Regions from separate parts of the Mus musculus genome. Here all the other regions are linked to region 3. Evidence: chromatin contacts called from public Hi-C and promoter capture Hi-C data. All regions are on one chromosome and are shown on one strand. The core of a region is the stretch at or near the end of the contact, and the rest is flanking DNA. Distances in the headings are between cores, read along the strand shown.

What was found. Promoter capture Hi-C pulls out the DNA fragments that hold promoters and counts their contacts. A called contact is a pair of places that touch in the nucleus more often than the background predicts.
Region 1: a contact with region 3 is called in a promoter capture Hi-C map of liver. The contact joins the promoter of Syt3 here to the promoter of Napsa in region 3. A contact is called at or near these places in 16 of 39 promoter capture datasets (the 3T3-L1 cell line, the C10 cell line, the HPC-7 cell line and 9 more), 4 of 484 Hi-C or Micro-C datasets (Th1 cells, embryonic stem cells, erythroblasts and 1 more), 8 of 115 datasets of contacts at active chromatin or transcription factors (bone marrow-derived macrophages, embryonic stem cells and large pre-B cells) and 3 of 9 other capture datasets (adipose tissue, liver and pancreatic islet).
Region 2: a Hi-C map of effector CD8 T cells shows a contact between it and region 3, with 3 times the contacts expected there. The contact joins the enhancer-like site here to the promoter of Napsa in region 3. A contact is called at or near these places in 7 of 39 promoter capture datasets (the 3T3-L1 cell line, cranial neural crest, embryonic stem cells and 4 more), 9 of 484 Hi-C or Micro-C datasets (B cells, CD8 T cells, the G1E-ER4 cell line and 5 more), 3 of 115 datasets of contacts at active chromatin or transcription factors (bone marrow-derived macrophages and embryonic stem cells) and 2 of 9 other capture datasets (embryonic stem cells and pancreatic islet).

The regions. Positions count from the first base shown.
Region 1 is chr7:44,382,566-44,385,448 of GRCm38.p6, reverse strand. Syt3 (synaptotagmin III) reads right to left here and starts at 1,323. Exons shown (of 11, transcript NM_001114116.1): 1 at 1,273-1,323; 2 at 500-643. It also overlaps a transcript of 1700008O03Rik not described here.
Region 2 is chr7:44,404,015-44,406,995 of GRCm38.p6, reverse strand. No RefSeq gene overlaps it. Among named protein-coding and RNA genes, the nearest start is that of Syt3, 21 kb to the right of the region's middle. Within about 2 kb of position 1,330, at least 262 of the 459 cell types and tissues checked have an H3K27ac peak or open chromatin away from gene starts, as enhancers often do. A contact at or near this core is called in B cells, CD8 T cells, bone marrow-derived macrophages and 5 more, where this site is marked.
Region 3 is chr7:44,570,855-44,573,896 of GRCm38.p6, reverse strand. Napsa (napsin A aspartic peptidase) reads right to left here and starts at 1,452. Exons shown (of 9, transcript NM_008437.1): 1 at 1,208-1,452. The coding sequence starts at 1,281.

The sequences.
Region 1 (2,883 bases), core at 74-2,573, 190 kb after region 3:
AGTCGGGTAGCCAGGGAAAGATAGACACAGAATTCGGAGTATAGAGGTTCAGGACAGAGGCTGGGGAACAGCGTGTACTTCATTATATCCGAGACATGGTGCACACACAGAGAGAAGTGAAGCCAGGGAGGCAGGGGTGTGGGCAGAAATACCTTCCAATGAGACACAGGTAGATCAGAAGAGAGAGAGAAAAGATGCTGAATTCCAGGTTGGACAACCAGACAATGGCTGGAGACCTCAGATACAAGGCAAGAGAAGAGAGTTGGGAACACAGACAGACAGAAGCATGGTCAGTTTAAAAAAAAAAAAAAGGAGAACAGGAGAGAGAGGTGGAGGTGGGCGAGGAGGGAGTAACACAAGGTAAGGTTTGGAGCTAGACATTAGACATCGGTGGGAAAGAGCCCCCCCCCCCCCCGAGGGAAAGAACGAGGGCCAGACAGTCAAGAGAAGCCAGGCTGCTAAGGAAGACTGACTGCCATTTGGCCAGGGTCAGACTCACCTGTGCTTACCCCTGCCTTGTCCTGGGTGGCAGCCGAGGCGGCGGGGGGCGGTAGCCCATGGGGATTGCAGGGTGGACGAGCCTAGCCGCTGCGGACCGGTCTCCACGCTTGCCAGGTGGCAAGAAGGGGGGCTGGTGACTGATCTAGGGACCCAAATCGGGAGGGAAAAAATCAGCCCAAGCTTTGCATCTTGCCCGACTCGAAGTAGCTGCGCGACCCCAGATGACCCCGGTGAGGTCCAGCCGCCCCCTCCCACCTCCGTGCCCCCAGCAGCTAGTTAAAAGCTTAGGGACTACAACTCCCAGCTGGTCTTGCTGCTAGTGCTACTGCAGCTTTATCGCACCAGAGCTGCAAGGGCTGCTGGGAGTTGAAGTCCTCAATGCGTCTCCGGTCTGCAGAATATGGGATTTTTTGGGGGAGTGGTGCTGGAAGGGTTAAAATGTCAGGGTCCCAAGACGCTGCAGGAGAGGGGAAAGGAGTCCAAGATCTCCAGAGGTCACGTAGCTCTAATCACTTAGGGGTCATGAGATGGGTCACTAATCCCCATACTCTGGGGATGGGTGGGCAAGGGTGAAGTGCACCCAGGTGTATTGGAATCAAGATCCCCCTTTTTCCAGGGCCACGTGCCCCTCCCCTGGAGCGTCCAGCTGGCACTGCAGACTCAGCTCCCCAGCTCCAGATGCGCCCCTATTTGCACCGACCTCCGCGCCCCCACTTGGGGCCGCCCCCTTGGGATGAGGTTGGGGCGGGGGAGGGGGAGGGGCGGACTCACCGGAGCCCCGGCTGCTGCAGCCCGGAGCGCGCGCGCGCCCGCCTGCCCGCTGCCGCGGTGCCCGCCTGGCTCCTCCCCACCCCTGTCGCAGCTCCTCGGCTCCTCCCAAGCCCTTTCCCCCCCCCTCCCCCGCCAGCCCATGCAACCCAAAAGCCAAAATCCGTATGGCCCTAGTGTGCACCTCCCTGGACTCTGGTTGCAGTTTCGCCCCAGTTGAGAGGCCACCTGAGGGAACTAGAAGGTTAGGATTCAGAGGTCCCAGGCCACAAAAACTCCTTTCTCCAGGGAGCAAGATCTCAGGGTTTACAGCTGAGCAGGCTGGAATGAAAGCTGGCCACAGTAAGTCTCATATTTTAGGTAGAGCCACAGGCACTGGATTTGAATCCTGCCCTAGTCCCCTTGAGACTCTTAGCATCCCAGATCCCGATGTCCAGCACAATACAATGAAATTATCTCCTAAGGGATGTAGTTTGAGAAACCAGTCAGTGTGCATCAAAAACACTGGCACCAAGTGGGTGCTTAATGACTACTTACAGGCACAGAGCATCCGGTTTTTACCACATTAATAGCAGCTAATGAAAATTGCCACTCACCATTACCAATGTTAGGAGTTAAGAGCTTTGAAGATGGCTTCTCATGGAATATTCACTTTGGTATAAGGATGAATGCAATCAAGGTATTCCCATTTCACAGAACAATTGAGGCCCGTGGAGATTCAATTCCTCCCACGAGGTCCTGATCTACACAAAAGCAGCCCAGAGGGGTGGCTTGGAAGTTAGTGTCTCACTCAATTGCTATTGTCCTCCCGCCAGCCAGTTATACAAAATAAACACAGCTTCCAAGGCCTGATGGCAGAGACCTTTCATCCCAGTTGCTCTGGATGGGGAGGGAAGAGGATAGAAAGTTCCAGGTCAACCTGGGCTACGGATGAGTTCAAGACCAGCCTCTGCAGATTGAGTGAGACCCTGTCCAAAAATAAGAGAGAGCTGGGGATGTAGTGCAGCAGTAGAAGCCCTGTCTAGAATCCTCCAGTGAGGAGCTGGGGGCATTGATGAGAAGTGGAGCCTTTGTCTAGTAGAATCTCCCAGGAAAGCAAAGCGCTTGGTCTGATAGCCTAAAAAACCAGTGTTTGCTTGGCATATCTGAGACTCTGGGTTCAAAGCAACTCTTCCCCTTGTAGCGTATGCATGCAATTTGCAGTTGTTATATATCAGAAGCCTCCGAAAAAGATAGCTGGCTCCATCCAGGGTCCATGTTTATGCTGCTAGCATCTTCTCACAGGAGTCTGAGGAAGCATGCACGGGGGCCTGGCCACCAAAGGTGCGGCGAACGGCCTTAGTGGCTAGTCAGCTCCATGCCAGCCATGGAGCTCAGCCTGACCAGGCGGTGACACACACTCAGAAATGTGCACACAGATGGGCTTGCCAGCTTCACGTGACACATCTTCAAAGAAACACTGTGAGTCTGAGGCAGCTCAGATGCTGCGAGGCAGCTGCAGCAAGAACCAGCCATCTGTGCGACTCGGGAAAATGCATGCGTGTTTAATGCCAGCTCAGCACACTGTATGACTTCCGCTGGGTTAGTTCCTAACTGCCTTACTTTTTCTCTTTA
Region 2 (2,981 bases), core at 81-2,580, 170 kb after region 3:
CTGTCTCTGTTTCTCTGTCTCTCTCTCCAAGTTTGCTGCCCTCTCCCATGTCTTGCCCCACTCCTCAGCTATTGTCTTGGCTCTCCAGCGTCTTCCCTGTCTTTTCCCTGCTCACTCTCTGCCTGTCACCATGGCCCCCATTTTTATCACGGCCACCTTCTCTATTCCTGTCCTCCACACCGTTATCACCTCTGGCCTGTCTTCCCTGTCTCTGTGACTGCCACCGTCTCCTCTATATCTGCTCATTTATCTCCTTCCCCTTTATCATTGTCTCCTTGGTCTTAGTCTGTTCTGTCAGTCTGTGTGTGCTCCCTTGGACACTATTCCTAGAGCTCTTTGTCTCTATCTTGGCCTGGGAACCTTTGTCTCAGCTGTCCCAGGTCTGGTGCTAACACATCCACCACGTTCCTTTCTCTGCTTCCTTTAACTCTATCCTCTCTGTTCCTATCAATACCATGTCTGACTCCATCCTTTCTCGTCTCTGTCCTGACCCTGTCCTCAGACCCTACCTCAGGGCCCTCCATCTGACTCTGACCCATCCTTCTATCTCTGTCCCTTCCATCTTCCTAACAACCCCATCTGACCTTTCTCAGTACAACCACCATCTCCTGGCCTCTGATGTTTCCCGGATGCTATCATTGTCTCCCTGTCACCTCCTGCTTCTCCTTGGCTGTAGTTTAGGCCTTGGGTTCCTGTGAGCTGAGCATGTGGGAGGTCTGTGACCCTGAATAGCTGTTTCTCTCAGTCTGTGTCTTATGGTCTCTCTGTACTTCTGTCCCTCAATGGGACTTTTAAAAGGCCACCTACTTTCCTGAGCCTTTTCTTAGAGTGCCACCAATCAGTCGGGTAGTTGGTCTGGCTGTCCCTATCTGGCCTCTCACGTCACTCCTCATCTCACACATTTTCCCGCCTTTTGTCTCCAACAAGCCCATGAGAGCATGGGCGCATGCGCAACAACCTATGTTTTTCTGAGGGGAGGGGGCGGCTCGCGTGCTTCTGCAAGCCGGCTTGGCAACTACTGACGTCACAAAATGGGTCCCTCTTATTGGCTGCATTTCATCAGGGAGGTGGCCATGCGTTGCCAAGCGCTAGGCGCAAGCAGAGAACCCTAGAAACTCGCGTTGTCATGGCAACTCTGCTTCCAGGAGACTCCTTCGCTATTTCCGCTAATCTGATTGGGCAACTCTTGGCTTCATGCCTGCTTCTGATTGGATGTCAAAGAATTTGGCTGCTTCCTTTCAGTACTTTTCCTCTCTCCTCTAGGGAGCAGGGCAGTGTGACTTAGAGTCTCCAAGGGAGTGCGAGGAGCGTCGGCCATGACACCGGAATTCGGCCTGAGTCAGCTGACTGGGCTGGCTTTCTTACACGCAAGTTCCCGCGCCTCCGGTTAGAGGACACCAAAGAACGCCTGGCTCTTAAAACCTTGGTGACTGATGGCATCATCAGAGATCCGCTGGCCATTGGCGCCCTCTCTTCTGGCTAGCACCCAGAGGCTTTGCGGACTATAACCGGAAAGGAGAAACCCGTGTGTCCAGGAAGTCAGGAACCTGTTCTCAAGTCCTTAAACATGCAAAAGATGGCATTATTGTTATCTTTTATAACCATGTGACCAAATGTGCCCACTCAGAGTAGACACCTTAGCTAGGTCTAGACACCTATCTTTGTTTTGCCTAACAGTTGTTATCTATGATTTTCTTTTCTATTAATAAAAATTTTTAAAATTACCAATTGTAAGCTTTTAGAAAAAAAAAGTCTAGTGACAGACAGTACAGAGAGTTTCATTCGCCTCTCAACACCTCCCCCCAACTTCCGCTATTATTAATATCCTCATAGCAATAGGAGACATTTGTTTCAACTGGTGAGACCACATTAACATAGTGTTGTGTTGGATGATCTTGACAGGATCTAGAATCACCAAGGAAATAAGACTCTAGCCATGCCCGGGAGGGGTTATCTAGGTGACTCACTGTTCCAAGCTGCCACCACCCAGACTTCCCTGCCAGGGTTTGCTGTATTCCCAAACCGTAACAATGGACCCTCCCTCCCTCCCTCCCTTCCTTCCTTCCTTCCTTCCTTCCTTCCTTCCTTCCTTCCTTCCTTCAACTGCTTTGGTCCCCAGTTTTGTCCCAGCAGTGTAGAGTAGCTAATACATTTTTTGTTACTGTTGCCTCTCCGCCCTGGTCATAATGAATAGAGCTGTTACAAACACTCTAACATGTTTTTAACTCTTCTGGGTTAATGCCAAGAAGCAGGATTGAGGCTCCAGATGCTATGAGTGCACTTAGTTCTTGTAAGAAAAAGGTCAAAGTATCTTCAAAAACAGGTTGTGACTTGGCGTTCCCACCCACAGCAAAGGAGTGCCTGTGGCACTTTGTATCCTTGCAAGCATTTGGTGATACTGATGTGTTAGATTTGGGACTGGGATGGTTGGAGTGAGAATGGCCCCATGGCCCATTGATTTGCAAGCTTTGTCCCCAGTTGATAAACTCTTTGGGAAAGGGTAGGAGGTGTGGCCTTGTTGGAGGAGGTATGTCGCTGGGTTTGGCCTTTGAGGCCTTCCCCCACCCCCTGCCTGTTGTTTATGGATATAAAGCTCTTGGCTATTGCTCCAGTGCAATGTCACCATGATGATAATGAACTAGCCCTCAAAAATGCTTGCCCCTAGTTAAACGCTTCCCTTTATAAGAGTTGCCTTGGGCATGGCGTTTATTGTTTTAAAATTTGAAATTTGCTGATGATATACAATATTGGACATATTTCTATGCACTTAACATGTTTAACATTGTGTGTGTGTGTGTTTTCATGCCACAGCACGTACATGAAAGACAGAGCTTGACATTGTGTGTCTTCTTCAATTGCCTTCTACCCTGCTTTGTTTTGTTTTTGAGACAGGGTCTTTCTACGTAGCCCTGGCTGGCCTTGAACTCACAGATATGTGTCTGCCTCTGCCACCGGAGTGCTGGAATTAAAGATATGTACCG
Region 3 (3,042 bases), core at 203-2,702:
CCCTGAATGCTGGGACTCCACACACCTTAGCCAAAAGCAAAAGTTGGACTTAATTTGGTGGTGAACACCTTAAAATCTCAGCACTTGGGAGACAGGGGCAGGAGTATCTTTATGTGTTCAAGGCCAGCCTGGTTTACATAGTGAGTTCAAGGCCAGGGCTACATAAGGAGACAGTATGTTTTTTTAAAAATTGTGGGGCTGTAGCCATGGCTAGGGATATGGCTCAGTGGGTAGAGCACTTACATAGCACAAATTTCAAGGCTCTCTTCCCAGGGATTCCAGCATTTAGGAGGTGGAAGCAGTAGAACCTGGAGTTTAAGGTGATTCTTTGATATGTAGGGAGTTTGAGGCTAGCCTGGGCTACACAAGACCAAGTCTGGACAAAGCCAAAAACTAAACAACCAAAAAGTGTGGGGTCTTAGGACATGAAGGGACCCTGGCCAGCTTGAGTGCAGCGAGCGTGGCTCTGGCGGGCTTAGGTTTTCTCTCCCATGCCTTCTGCTTTGCTAAAAACCATTATGTGGCCACTTCCTCCTCCCGAGGCTGATTACCAAGGTTCAGCTATCAAAGTATTGAAGTCCAGCAGCAAAAAAAAAAAAAAAAGCCCCCTTTGGGGAAACATGGGGTTTTCTCTTGCATCTTTATAAACCTCCATTTGCCTATGGGCCACATCTGTGTCTTCACTATTCAGAGGCAATCCTTTATTCTACTCCAGGACAAACACCCTTTCTCTCCTCCCTCTCCCTTGCTTCCTTCCCATTACTTCTCCTAACAGGAGGTATTATGCTGAATTTCTCAGGGTGGAAACCCAGTTTGAGAGTTGGGGACCCAGGCCTTTAAGATGGCTCAGAGAGTAAGGAAGCGTGCAGTTAGATTCACATTCACAAAACTCTCTCTCTCTTTCTCTCTCTCTCTCTCTCTCTCTCTCTCTCTCTCTCTCTGTGTGTGTGTGTGTGTGTGTGTGTGTGTGTGTGTATATCTATCTGTATCTGTCTCTGTCTCTGTCTCTTTCTGTCTCTGTATCTCTTACACACACACACACACACACACACAGAGAGAGAGAGAGAGAGAGAGAGAGAGAGAGAGACGAACAAGTAAAATCTGGGAACCCTGAAAAAATTGGATTCTTGGGGCACCAAGGCCAGCCTCAGTCTTAAAGGACAAGCCGTTGGGAATCTGTCAGGAGTGAGAGTGGGGGTCCCCATACCGGATCAGTTTGGCCTCCTCAGGCTCCAAATTCCCCAGCAGCAGGCACAGCAGCAGCAGCAGTAGTGGCGACATCTCTGGGGACTAGAGCTGGGCCAAGATGTCCTGTGGCCCTTTTCTTCCCCTTGAGACTCCACCCTGTTCACGCCCCACCACCTACTGGAACACAGAAGTGACGTGTGTGTATGTGTGTGTGTGTGTGTGTGTGTGTGTGTGTGTGTGTGTGAGGTCCTTCAGTAGCAGGGCCAGAACCGGGCTGTTTAAGGTATGTGCTGAGTGTGTGTGCTGAGGTTCATTGGTTCCTGGCTTGTACCTTTGAGAGCATGGGGAGGGAGACCCGCACCCACCCCTTTCCTGCCCCTCTATGGATTTTACTTTTAACTTTCAGTTCGCTTTTCTGAGACTCATTAACCACAATTTTTTTTTCTTGAGCAAGAGGGAGGAACAGGAAAGGTCTGTGGGGGGTCTGGGAGGGGACACTCAGTTACAATAGAGGTGTGCTGTCCTTCCTATGTGGGTGGCTCTGTCAGCTTCTCAGGATACCCACTCTTTCTGCCCTTGCCTGGTTTTTTTAGGGAGAAGGGGCTCCCCTCTCTTTACACATTTTAATTAGCTAGTTCATTTGTGTGTGCATCCACATGCCACAGCAGGAATTTAAAGGACAAAGGACACTTTGCAGGGGTCAGTTCTCTCTTTTCTGCGGGTGGGTCTCAGGAGTCCAACACAGGTCAGCAGGCTTGGCAGCCAGTGCCTTCATCTGTGGAGCCATCTCCCTGGCCTTCCTTTTCTTTTGAAACAAGATCTCATGACTTTACTGAGCTCAAGCGATCCTCTTGCCTTAGGCGCTAGAACAACGGTTCTCAACCTGTGGGGTCAAGACCCCTTTGAGGGCCACATGCCAGATATCCTGCGAATCAGATATTGCATTACGATTCATAACAGTGGCAAAACTACAGTGACCAAGTAGCAACAGCATAGTTTCATGGCTGGTGGTCACCCCAACGTGAGGAACTGGACCCTGTAGGGTCGCCACACTGGAAAGGCTGAGAAGCACTACCTAGAGTTGTGGACTGAAGGCATTCAGCGGGGATGGGAGATGCCAGAAGCATTAGGTAAGTATTAAGTATTAGGACCTGAGTTCCAGCTCCCACATTCACATAAGGAGCTGGCCTGTGCCCTGTGTGGCAGTCCTGGCACTGGGGATGCAGCTAGATCTACCCCAGGGGCTTGCTGCTCAGCCAGACTAGCCAATCAACGAGCTACGGGTTTGGTGAGGGAGTCTGACTCGAAAGCACAGTGAAGAGTGATAGAGGAGACACCTGAAACAGCCCCCGGGCCTCCAGATGCACATGCACGGGAGAGCTGCCTAGCACAGTACTACACGCCTGTGATCCCAGCAACTGGGAGGCAGAGGCAAGAGGATCAAGAGCTCAAGGGCATCTTTGGCTAAGTTTGAGGTCAGCCTGGGCTACGTGAAAACTGTCTCAAAAGAAAACTGAAACTCTGCCCCCTCACCACCTGCGGCAGGCAGGAAAAAGAGCTGGCCCTGCCCCTCATCGACTGCAGCACTCCAGAGATCAGTCCCTGCACCTCCCCTGGGCAACACAATAAAGCTGGCCCTGCTGGCATGGCCAAGGGTGAGCTTGTCCCTGAGGGCCTGAGAGCAGGAGAGTTGGCTCTATCCCTTGGTGACTGTAGCATTGGGTGAGCTAGTGAGGCCAGTGCTGGAGAGCTCACCATGGTGGTGTGGGAGCAGGAGAGCTGGCAGATGACCAGCTCAGCTACCATGCAGACCCAGATCCAGGGCTTGGAGTTGGCCCACCCTAACATCCACCT